Linked DNA regions of Mus musculus: all the other regions are linked to region 1. The links are chromatin contacts, called in public HiChIP or PLAC-seq maps. All regions are on one chromosome and are shown on one strand. Each heading gives the region's core, a stretch centred on a gene start, on an enhancer-like site or on the middle of the called end of the contact. The rest is flanking DNA. Distances are from core to core; before and after follow the strand shown.

Region 1 (3,348 bases), core at 135-2,634:
TGAAACATGGAACACAGTAGGACTGCTAGCTCTCTCTGTGCAACTACTGGAAACAAACACACAAACAAACAAAAATGCTAATTTGAATATGTTGCAAATGAAATCACGAAGCCCAGAAAAGTAATTACTAAGATATGAACTCCTAAGAATTATACAACTAGCTCTGGTCTTTTTCTTGTGACATATTCACCTTTAAGTAGGGATCACTCACGGAGCCCCAAAGCCACCTGTCCTGTAGACAAACTTCCCTGCACCAGGGAATTCCTTGCTTAAACCCATGTCTGGGGCTTCATAGTGGCTTCTTCCCCCAGGATCCCCAAGACTGTCTCACATGCAGGGAGTGCATACCCTAGGGTCTGAGGGGTTGTTGAGGAAGGGGTATGGACAGAGCTTAGTAATCAGAAACTAGATTGTCCACACACCTCTGTGAGAATCTTCTCACAGTGTGCTACTAAGTTGGGGTAGAGACTAGCAGAAAAAGGCAGAGGGTATAGGGATGAGATCTCGAATTTTCTCTGGTATCCATTAAAGTCAGCAGAGTCATGTCACTCATGTAGTGAAAAGGTAGAGACAATTATATAGAAATAGAGCCACAAGGGGCTTTTGTTATAAGGTGACCATGGAAACAGAAAGGGTATAAAAGCCTTTGGAAAGTAAACACAGTGGAAACAGCATCAGAGTCTTGCCTGTTCTGCTCATTCCCCAACCATGTGGGAGGAGATGGCACAAGATGGACATGGGAGAGTCCACTTTGGGTGGCTGTGTGGAGGACGCTACTGGCCTGCAGTTTACAGCCTGAAAGGAAACTAGAGGAGTTTGACACCCACTGCATCCATGCCCTACAAACTTAGCAATGGAGTGGATAGCTTCAGCTGTGGGAAATGAGCCTGTAGGCCTCCCAAATGGATTCTGCTTCCCGTATTTTGCTAGAAAACCCCTCCAGTCCCCAGGCCAGAAGCATGGTGAGCTAAGTCATGAGAAGCAAGGTGTACTCCATAAATAATCTTTCCATTGCTCTTTCTTTTTACTCCTGGGCAAACCTTTCTTTCTCAGCACACTCTCTTTCTCTGCATGAAATACACTTTTTCTAGTAGTATACCCTTGCCTACGTTGTCTGTCAGGCTGGACTGAGAAAACCAGAAACACTGCTGCATTTTTAACTACTCTGTAACTATGGCAACAAATGATAAATAACTATTTATGCCAGCTTCATTGTGAAACTGGCCAATTACCAAAACACTCCGGGAATAAATCCTTCGAATGGTTAACTGACTGTGGAGAGACGAATGTGAACAATGTATTAACAGATTCTTCAAGATTGAGCCTCAATAGAGAACACTTAAGTGCCATTTGTTTTCCATCTGGGGCCACAAACATGACTCTAGAGGATTACAAGAACAGTTCCTGTTTTGTTTTGTTAGGATTGCTTAAGCAAGTCGTTGTTATAGGAAGGCAAAGGCCACTCTGTGGTGTGCACGGTTCCATTTCTTGGATGGATAGGTTTGCTTTTCAGTTCCTTCCAGTTTTTGTCCCACCTTTGTTGGGTATCTTTCTGGATGTTTTGTGTTTTGTTTTGTTTTAAAGGAAAACAACAACCTCTCTCATATTCTTACTTCAAGTTGTCTTGATGTTTTTGTGCCTCCTCCACACCTCACAGGGCTGGACTCTCTTAACCTCAGTTTGGTGAGTTCCTGTTACCCCAGTCTTATTAAACTGTGCTGGTTCCCAGCCTTCTGCTAGGGCTAAAGGCTTCAGAGCTGAAGTCAGAGGCACTGCAACTTCCAACCCATAGGAAGGAAGACCTTATGGGCCAGCTCAGGGTGAGCGCTGGGAACGCCCCCAGGTCCCTTCTAGAGCCCTGTCAGTGTGTGTCTGCCCTGCCTGGCCCCACGGCAGCAGCTCGCAAGCAATCTAAATTGCTTTCCTGGATTCCACTACTGGACTTGCCCCCTGAAGGCGCTGGAGGGAGCAGCTGCTCTGGCAAGCACCCCCTGCTAGGGCAGGTGAGGCACAGAAGCACCGAGAGCGACCGGATATTGTAGTGAAGAGGCCACTGTACGTACAGGCAGGAGACCCAAACAAGTCTGTCCTTGGTGCGAGTTGGGGGCCGGAAGGGAGCTCTGGATTTCGGTCCCTCCCCTTTTCCCTGCTCTGTCTTGGAGCCCTGGGGCCATCAGACCCTCCGACTGTCTGGTACTTGCCTGGAAGAGATATCATCTCTCCTCCACACCCTCCACCATGGACAATTTTCTTAATGACTCCAAGCTAATGGAGGACTGCAAGAGTCGTCAGTGGCTCCTTTCGGGGGAAAGCCCAGCCATCAGCTCGGTGATGTTCTCGGCCGGGGTTCTGGGGAATCTCATCGCACTGGCACTGTTGGCGCGCCGCTGGCGTGGGGACACCGGGTGTAGCGCCGGCAGCAGGACCTCTATCTCCTTGTTTCACGTGCTGGTAACGGAATTGGTGCTCACTGACCTGCTGGGAACCTGCCTCATCAGCCCGGTGGTGCTGGCTTCATATTCAAGAAACCAGACCCTGGTGGCCCTGGCTCCCGAAAGTCACGCGTGTACCTATTTCGCTTTCACTATGACCTTCTTTAGTCTGGCCACGATGCTCATGCTCTTCGCTATGGCCCTGGAACGCTACCTCTCCATCGGGTACCCTTACTTCTACAGGCGCCACTTATCGCGCCGCGGGGGTCTGGCGGTGCTGCCTGTCATCTATGGGGCCTCCTTGCTCTTCTGTTCCCTGCCGCTGCTCAACTACGGGGAGTACGTCCAGTACTGTCCTGGGACATGGTGCTTTATCCGGCACGGGAGGACTGCATACCTTCAGCTGTACGCCACGATGCTCCTGCTGCTTATCGTGGCTGTGCTCGCCTGCAACATCAGCGTTATCCTCAACCTCATTCGCATGCACCGTCGGAGCAGAAGAAGCCGCTGCGGATTGTCTGGCAGTAGCCTAAGAGGCCCTGGATCTCGCAGGAGAGGAGAGAGGACTTCGATGGCAGAGGAGACGGACCACCTCATTCTCCTGGCCATTATGACCATCACCTTCGCCATATGCTCCTTGCCTTTCACAGTAAGTCACCTTTGTTTCCACAGCCCCGCAAGCAGCCCGCGCAGCCTGCTCAAACTCCTCTCACCCCACCCTTTCCACCTTTAGGCACAGCCTGGGTGGGAAATGTCTTAATTGACAAAGGTCAATTGCCTTCCCCTTTCCTTTTCACCTTACCCACTTCCTTCCTTCCTCCTCCTGTCTTTGCATATGACTGTTGCTACTTAGCACTTCTTCTAAGAACCTGCTTGGTCTCTTCCCTGGGTTGGTAACTGAAGAGGAGGGAGTCCC
Region 2 (3,509 bases), core at 936-3,435, 300 kb after region 1:
CTGGGTTCTGCCCCCGTCACTACACAACCAGGTGGTAGAGACCTGTAATCTCTAGGGAACCCTCAGCGGCACAGCAAGCTGTGGCCAGCCTACACTGGACATGAGGCCATCTCAAAAACGAACAACAATAACAACAACAACACTTTTTAAACTACCAAATACTGCTGTAGACAGTTTTCATGACATAACAGGAAGTTTCCTTTAGTGTTTTAAAAAGGAGGGTAGGGTAATACCCCCAGGGATCAGTCCCTGGCTGCTCATCCAATCCAACTGGTCAGCCCTGAATGCATATTCATACAAGGCAGATTAAACAGGTCTACACTCTGTGTGTGTGTGTGAGAGAGAGAGAGAGACAGAGAGAGAGACTGACAGAGAGACAGACAGACAGAGAGACAGACAGACAGAGTGACAGAGACAGAGAGTATGTAACAGTGATAAAGAAGAGGAGACCATGAACTGGAGAGGAAACAGGACGAGGAACACCAGGGCAGAGGTTAAAAGAAAGAAAGGGAACGGGTAAAATGATCCAAATGTAGCCTAATTCCAGGTTTTTAGGTTTTTTAACTAAAAAAGAATCATAACTTTTAACTACTAGAGGGGAAGAGGGTTGTGATGCCCAACTCCTCCCTGAGGGATTACTGACAATTAATAGTTGTTCTAGAGGTCTACAGAATCTATATGGAGACAAGTTACCTAGAGAAGAAGCAGCTGTCCACACAGGCTCCATGAATGTCCAAACAGATATAACTATGATGGGCCAGTGACACGTGTTTACCTAAAGGGTGTCACTGATACAAAGTGAGTTTTTGACAATTACATTTTATTTTATATTATATTATATTACAAGATAATAAAAGTGGACTAATGCAGAAGGGGCTTAAAAGTCTTTTAAAAGACAATCATACTTGCAAAGTTATAAACTATTCTAAAAGATTATGCCTGCTTTTGTCTAAGTGTAGTGCTGGAATCTATGTAACCCAAGTATTTGAACAGAGCATCTTTTGAGTAAATCTTTGCATGATATGTACAGCGAGCACACAGGGTTGCTTATGATAGCCAAATACCATTATAAAATTAAAGCCAGCCACATAAAATAGAATGAGTATAGCCTACCTGTGTGAACTGGAGATCCTAGAAACTTACTGGATTAGGAGAAAAGCTTTGTCATTTCCACAAACATCCACAATATCTAATAATCTGGATATATCCCAAAGTTATCCCTATTAGAAAAATATACCATCCTTAAAATCATCAGACGTGAACTTGCTAAAGCAGAGCCTTGCTGTTCTGATGCTCAGGCAGGCACTCCCTCGCCTCCCAGCCAGACAGGAACTCCAGGTACACAGTCCCACTTCCAAAGTTCTCATCATGGATTACAGTCATTTGGGAGAATGAACAAACTCAACTGACTAGTTCCTGCCAAATCCTCAAATGTCTTATAAACCTTCAGACTCCATTCTGTTCTGAACACTAGCAATCATTTCTATCCATACACTGCCACTATAAAGGAGCCATAATGAAAACTTTAATTTGTTTCTTTGAAACATGGTTCCTCTGTGTAGCCCTGGCTGTCCTAGAACTCACTATGTAGACCAGGCTGGCCTCAAACTCACAGAGATCCTCCTGCCTCTGACTCCTAAATGCTGGGATTAAAGCGTACCACTATGCCCAGCAAAATGAACTTATAAATAATGTTCAAATCTATATTTACCAGAAAGCTTTTAAAAGTAAATCTGATAACAAACATTTTTTTAATTTCCTATTTTTTTTTCCTGTAAGGACTATATATAAACTTCAAAGCACATAAAAGCTGACTGGAATTTGGATCAAATTAAAACACTATGACAAAATTTCTTAATTTGTACAGTCTAAAAATGAGTGTGATACCAAAACACTCACCAACAAACCAGCAAGTGAAGTACAAATAGGAACATATTGAAAACCATACAGAAAAGAAGTCTTCCCCTGTCTGTCTGTCTGTCTGTCTGTCTGTCTGTCTTCCAGTCTCCTGGAAGCTGTGGGGATTGCATCACCACTGAGGTCCACATCTGTGTCGAGACAGCACTCAAGAGGAAAGAGACGGTGGATCAAGAGCAGCTGACCTAACAGCTGACCTCAGCACGATGCGCAAAACAGAACTTGCTTCACACACTGATTAAATTAGCTTCTTTCATCACCATAAGAAACAGGGAGGGGTGTTACAAATATTCTGGGGAAGTCATATCAAGCCCATTGAGCTATGAGGCAAGACTCAGTAGGAAGTATAAATACATTTATACCTTAAATTTACTTTTTAATTGACAATCAGATTGTTTGTGGTATGCAATAATATTTTGATATTTACTAGTTAATATGGAACAATAAACCCACAATAACAAATTCATAAGTTAACATAGCCTTTTGCAGTAGAATCTGCTGGGAAGAGTTGTGAACTGTATAACACATGACTACTTACTAGTCATCCTCCTGAGCACTGCAGCCTCCTCCAATGGGAACTCCGCTCTGGTCAAGATCTCCCACCTATCCCAGCTCTGTCCTCAGCCTCTCAAAAGCATCCTTTTACTCAACTTCCAATGCTACTGCTCTGTTACAATCAGCCTACATGGCCGCCTGGCTGTAGCTAACAATTAAGCCGATGTGTAATTAATTACCTTTAGTTTATGTGCTTCGTTTTTATCCCCAGCAAAAAAAGAATTCTCATCGAAGTGCAAAGGAAATGACCTGCATTTAAACAGAAAAGGCTCATGTTCATGAATTAGAAGCATCAAAAAACTTGCTAATATATTTTATTTGTCAGAGATAAATAATACAATTTTAGGAATAAAATTCAGTAACGCCAACACCAATGCAAATGAATATTTATCCTCAAATACAAATTCTAAGTGTATTAGAAGTGTGGCCTCAAACTTAAAAGACTGTGCAAATGAAAATAATGCTGGTATTAAGAACATAAAAAACAAAAATGTAGTACACAGTTCAAAGCAAATCCAAGCTATTCTAGAAGCTCTGGGCGGCCAGGCGATACATACCCACATTCCCAGCACTCTGGAGGCTGAGGCAAGAGAATGTGACCATCTCAAAAAACTAAAACTTCAATGAAATACAACTACATATGCATGATATAAAGATGGTTTTCTTCTCTAACCAAATAATGCAGTTTACTCTGGGCACCACCCCTCACCTATATGTTAATATCTATGTTATAATGTATAGCACCTACTTGATTTCATGAAGTATCTCCAGAAGTAACGCTTTGTTTTCTGCATCCTGAACTTTATTCCCAGTGAAGAGCTGAAAATCTGGACGCTCAAAAAATGGAAGCACTTTGGAGAGAGCCCTTAACTCTATCAGGTACAGGAAGTACAAGTTCCTCAGCCTTCGTGGGCCTTCTCCTTCAGTCAGAATCCCATCAAAGCGCTGCTGGAACTCTGTGACATTGTGACCCCATTTCTTTTCCAGCCAAGTATCTAAAAAGAAAGAACACTAAATGACTGAATTGTACAGTTGTG
Region 3 (3,408 bases), core at 434-2,933, 400 kb after region 1:
TGGTCTGGTTAAACACAAAGGATCTGATGAGAGCCAAACCTCTTTTTAAATGAGATTTATAAAATCCAAAGGAAAAAAAAGCCTTTCTTCCTAGTCATAAAGACACAGTTTATGATGCTGACAGAGGTCATGCCTAATTACAATCTAATAAAAATTCAGGTGAGGTGGCAAAGACCTGGATTCAGTGCTAGGGAGGCTGAAGCATGGACTGTGTGGGACTCAAGGACAGCAGGCTACCCAGTCACACCTATCTCAAACACACACACACTTTAAAACTAATTATTGGAGTTGATTAAACATGGAGATTTTTTTAAAAAGCTGGTTCTAAGGTACCCCTCTCTACTACTCCCCCCCCCACCCAAGTTCAAGGCTAGCCCCTGCTACACAGGCTGTTTTATCAAAACAAAACTACAAGAAGCCTTCATTCTGTAGCACTTAAAGGTCACCACCTAACTTCCTCTCTAAGTTTGGTTGTAAACTCTAACTAAAAGCCCCTCCCCCTCTACCCAGTAGGGTTTAACTTCTAAATTAGCATTTGTTTACAATGCTTGAGTATTGCCTAAGCCCTAGTCCAGTGAACCTCTAGTCAATGAATAATGAATGACGTAAGGTATTATCTAGAAATCACATTTCAGAAAGTCATGTAGAAAAAAAGATTGCCACATGGCCACAAGTGAGAAGACAAAAGACATACACCCAACTTCAAGTTTGGTTTCCCAGCCTCTGAATGAGTCTGGATATAGATGGGGAGCGGCTGCTTCCTGAAAAACAGCGGAGCAACAAGTAGGAAGATTGAAGACCAGGATTCACACATTTCTAAACATGATCTGCAGCCAAATCAAACTCGCTGTGATAGGTTACAGGTAGACAGACAGATAAGTAGACAGCTCCGAGTATCTTCATGAAAGGTAGTATTTCATGAAGCAAGAAGTCTTTCCCGTTAGTGTACTTAATCTACACGATCTGATTAGCCCCAAGTCTAGTTGCACAGTTGGGAGCACCGAGTTTCCAAGACTAGCCCTAAGGTTAGTTAACACTCATCAACAAATGAGTGGCCTGGAATGAGGATCCTCTCATTTTCCCATAGAGCATTACTGCAGGAAAGTCAACAGATGACAATCTTTGCATCATGGAATCTGTTTGAATCATACAATTCCTACCTTAATGAATCCATTTCCTGAGACCTACTCTTGGATTAATTAATCCCAAACAAACCCCCATTTATTTTTTTACAGGAACAAATTTTATGCTTGCCTTACATAAACATTAGCTCTAACACATAATAGAAACCACACAGTTGGTGTTTCTAGAGGTTCAAGTTCTAGGTTCCCCCACCCCAGGTTTCATACAGTCTGCGCAGCTGGGGCTCTTCAGAGCCGGTGCTTGTCTTCAGCGGCTCTGACCGCTACACCCGTAAAAGGGAACCGAGGGTTCGCGCCCTTTCATAGGGACGGCGGCAGAAAAGGTGAGGACCGTCCCCCATTCCCACGCCACGGACACTCCTAGGCCCTCCAAGACCCTGCCCGGCCAGACTGCCGGGCATCAAGCTTTGCCGCCCGGCTCCCGGGCAGGGCGTCTCAGCCTCTGCGGTCCCAAGCCCGCCAGCCCTCGCGTCCCAGCCCCAGGCCGCCTCACCGCACTGGAGCGGACCACGCTCCAGTCCCGGCGCGTCAGTCTCCCTGCGGGTCAAAGCGCCGCCGCATCCGGATCCGGCTGCAGCTCCAGCCCCGCCCCCCGTGCGCCCCCACGCGCCGCAGCCGGAACCGCCAGGCCAAACGTGGCCGGACCAACGCCTCTGCCCTGCCCCGCCCTCACGCACCGCTGCGCACGCGGAGGCACGGCCACGCACACCACTCCTGGGCTCCGGAGGCGAGGCGGGGCGGGGCGGGGCGGGGCGTGGGGCAAAGACCAGGGGCAAAGCTTGCGTCATCAGTTTACCTTCCAGACTTGCCTTTCGCTCACTGCACGAGAGTACCACCGTCGCTCTCACACCTTATCTGAAAATAAAGCCATAGGAGTATAAGCAGCCTACCGCGATGACCGGTGTGGGTTCCTTTCATTCTCCGAGCCCTAAGGCTCCTACCCTGTCAGTCCCATCGTCCCCCTCCCTCACTTGCATGCAGTCCATTAACAGGACTGGTGATTACATCTCCTGATTGTCAAATGTCTGAGACAAGGCTGGGCTTCTGTCTTCTAGAAACTGAGCTGGAACCACTCACCCTTGAGCTCTCTTGAGCTTTCCACTGCAGCCCTTTGCTTCCTATGACACCCGGAACATTTCAGCTTACTCTGGGCAAGAAGTGGCTACGTTCTCCAGGCAGTGAAGAGTGGGGTAGAGGCCAGGGCCCTGAAAGCATCTTACAGTATACAGCAAATACTGTGCTTGTTCTGTAATCTCAGTCCTGGGAAGGTTCCTACCTCCAGTGTCTCTCTCTTAAGTGTCATTTAGTGTCATCTGACAAGTGAGGAAGCAGAGATTTGGAGATATACATACATACATACATACATTCACACACACACACACACAGCGAGTGTGTGTGTGTGTGTGTGTGTGTGTGTGTGTAGTACTTGGTGCATGCCTTTAATTCCAGCACTAGAGACCAGAGGCTTTGTGCATCTCTGTGAGTTCAAGACAGTTCTACACAATTAGATCAAATACAGCCCCGAATATGTAGAGAAATGCTGTCACTAGATAGATAGATAGATAGATAGATAGATAGATAGATAGATAGATAGGGGAGGAGGAAGAAATGTCTTGAATATACCAAGACGTATACCACTTCCATCTCTGAACTCATTAAAATATTTGTTTTTTTTAAAGATTTATTTATTATATGTAAGTACACTGTAGCTGTCCTCAGACACACCAGAAGAGGGAGTCAGTTCTTGTTACAGATGGTTGTGAGCCACCATGTGGTTGCTGGGATTTGAACTCTGGACCTTTGGAAGAGCAGTCGGGTGCTCTTACCCACTGAGCCATCCCGCCAGCCAAAATATTTGTTTTTTAATGTCTTACTACATTATTTTGCTTATTTTAAAACTTGCAGCATCAGAGAAATACAGAATAAAAAGTCATGTGTCCCCATGGCTTCGCCTGTAGAATTAACATTATGTTAACAGCTTGGTAGAAATGTCTTCGGATTATGTGAATTTCCTTTGCTGTGCTTCCATTTTACTTGTGGCTTTGAACATTTGTGACACAGCTTCCTAATCTTTGGTGGTATCTGGTACCTAATCTGACACTGTGACGGTCTAATAAAGCAATACAAATAAAACATTCAACATGTATCCTGGCCTGTAATATGTGCTTAAGATGCTAGTTTGTGTACATGTATGTGTGTGTAGAAGGAATAAACTACAGTATGGTGAAATGAGGAACATCTACCCAAATTCCAGTGCAACAAAACC

Evidence for each region. HiChIP or PLAC-seq counts read pairs in DNA pulled down with a chosen protein or histone mark.
Region 2: a contact with region 1 is called in an H3K4me3 HiChIP or PLAC-seq map of bone marrow-derived macrophages, with 2.5 times the contacts expected there. The contact joins the enhancer-like site here to the promoter of Ptger2 in region 1. A contact is called at or near these places in 5 of 39 promoter capture datasets (the C10 cell line, cranial neural crest, maxillary cranial neural crest and 1 more), 1 of 15 datasets of contacts at CTCF or cohesin (large pre-B cells), 1 of 484 Hi-C or Micro-C datasets (embryonic fibroblasts), 1 of 115 datasets of contacts at active chromatin or transcription factors (bone marrow-derived macrophages) and 1 of 9 other capture datasets (embryonic stem cells).
Region 3: an H3K27ac HiChIP or PLAC-seq map of thymic regulatory T cells shows a contact between it and region 1, with 8 times the contacts expected there. The contact joins the promoter of Gnpnat1 here to the promoter of Ptger2 in region 1. A contact is called at or near these places in 1 of 39 promoter capture datasets (pre-B cells) and 3 of 115 datasets of contacts at active chromatin or transcription factors (bone marrow-derived macrophages, memory CD8 T cells and thymic regulatory T cells).

What each region holds. Positions count from the first base shown.
Region 1 is chr14:44,986,727-44,990,074 of GRCm38.p6, forward strand. It overlaps Ptger2 (prostaglandin E receptor 2 (subtype EP2)), which reads left to right and starts at 1,385. Exons shown (of 2, transcript NM_008964.4): 1 at 1,385-3,081. The coding sequence starts at 2,239.
Region 2 is chr14:45,289,711-45,293,219 of GRCm38.p6, forward strand. It overlaps Ero1a (endoplasmic reticulum oxidoreductase 1 alpha), which reads right to left. Exons shown (of 16, transcript NM_015774.3): 12 at 3,221-3,467; 13 at 2,652-2,721. Among named protein-coding and RNA genes, the nearest start is that of Ero1a, 27 kb to the right of the region's middle. Within about 2 kb of position 2,186, at least 8 of the 459 cell types and tissues checked have an H3K27ac peak or open chromatin away from gene starts, as enhancers often do. A contact at or near this core is called in bone marrow-derived macrophages, where this site is marked.
Region 3 is chr14:45,387,113-45,390,520 of GRCm38.p6, forward strand. Gnpnat1 (glucosamine-phosphate N-acetyltransferase 1) reads right to left here and starts at 1,684. Exons shown (of 6, transcript NM_019425.2): 1 at 1,636-1,684.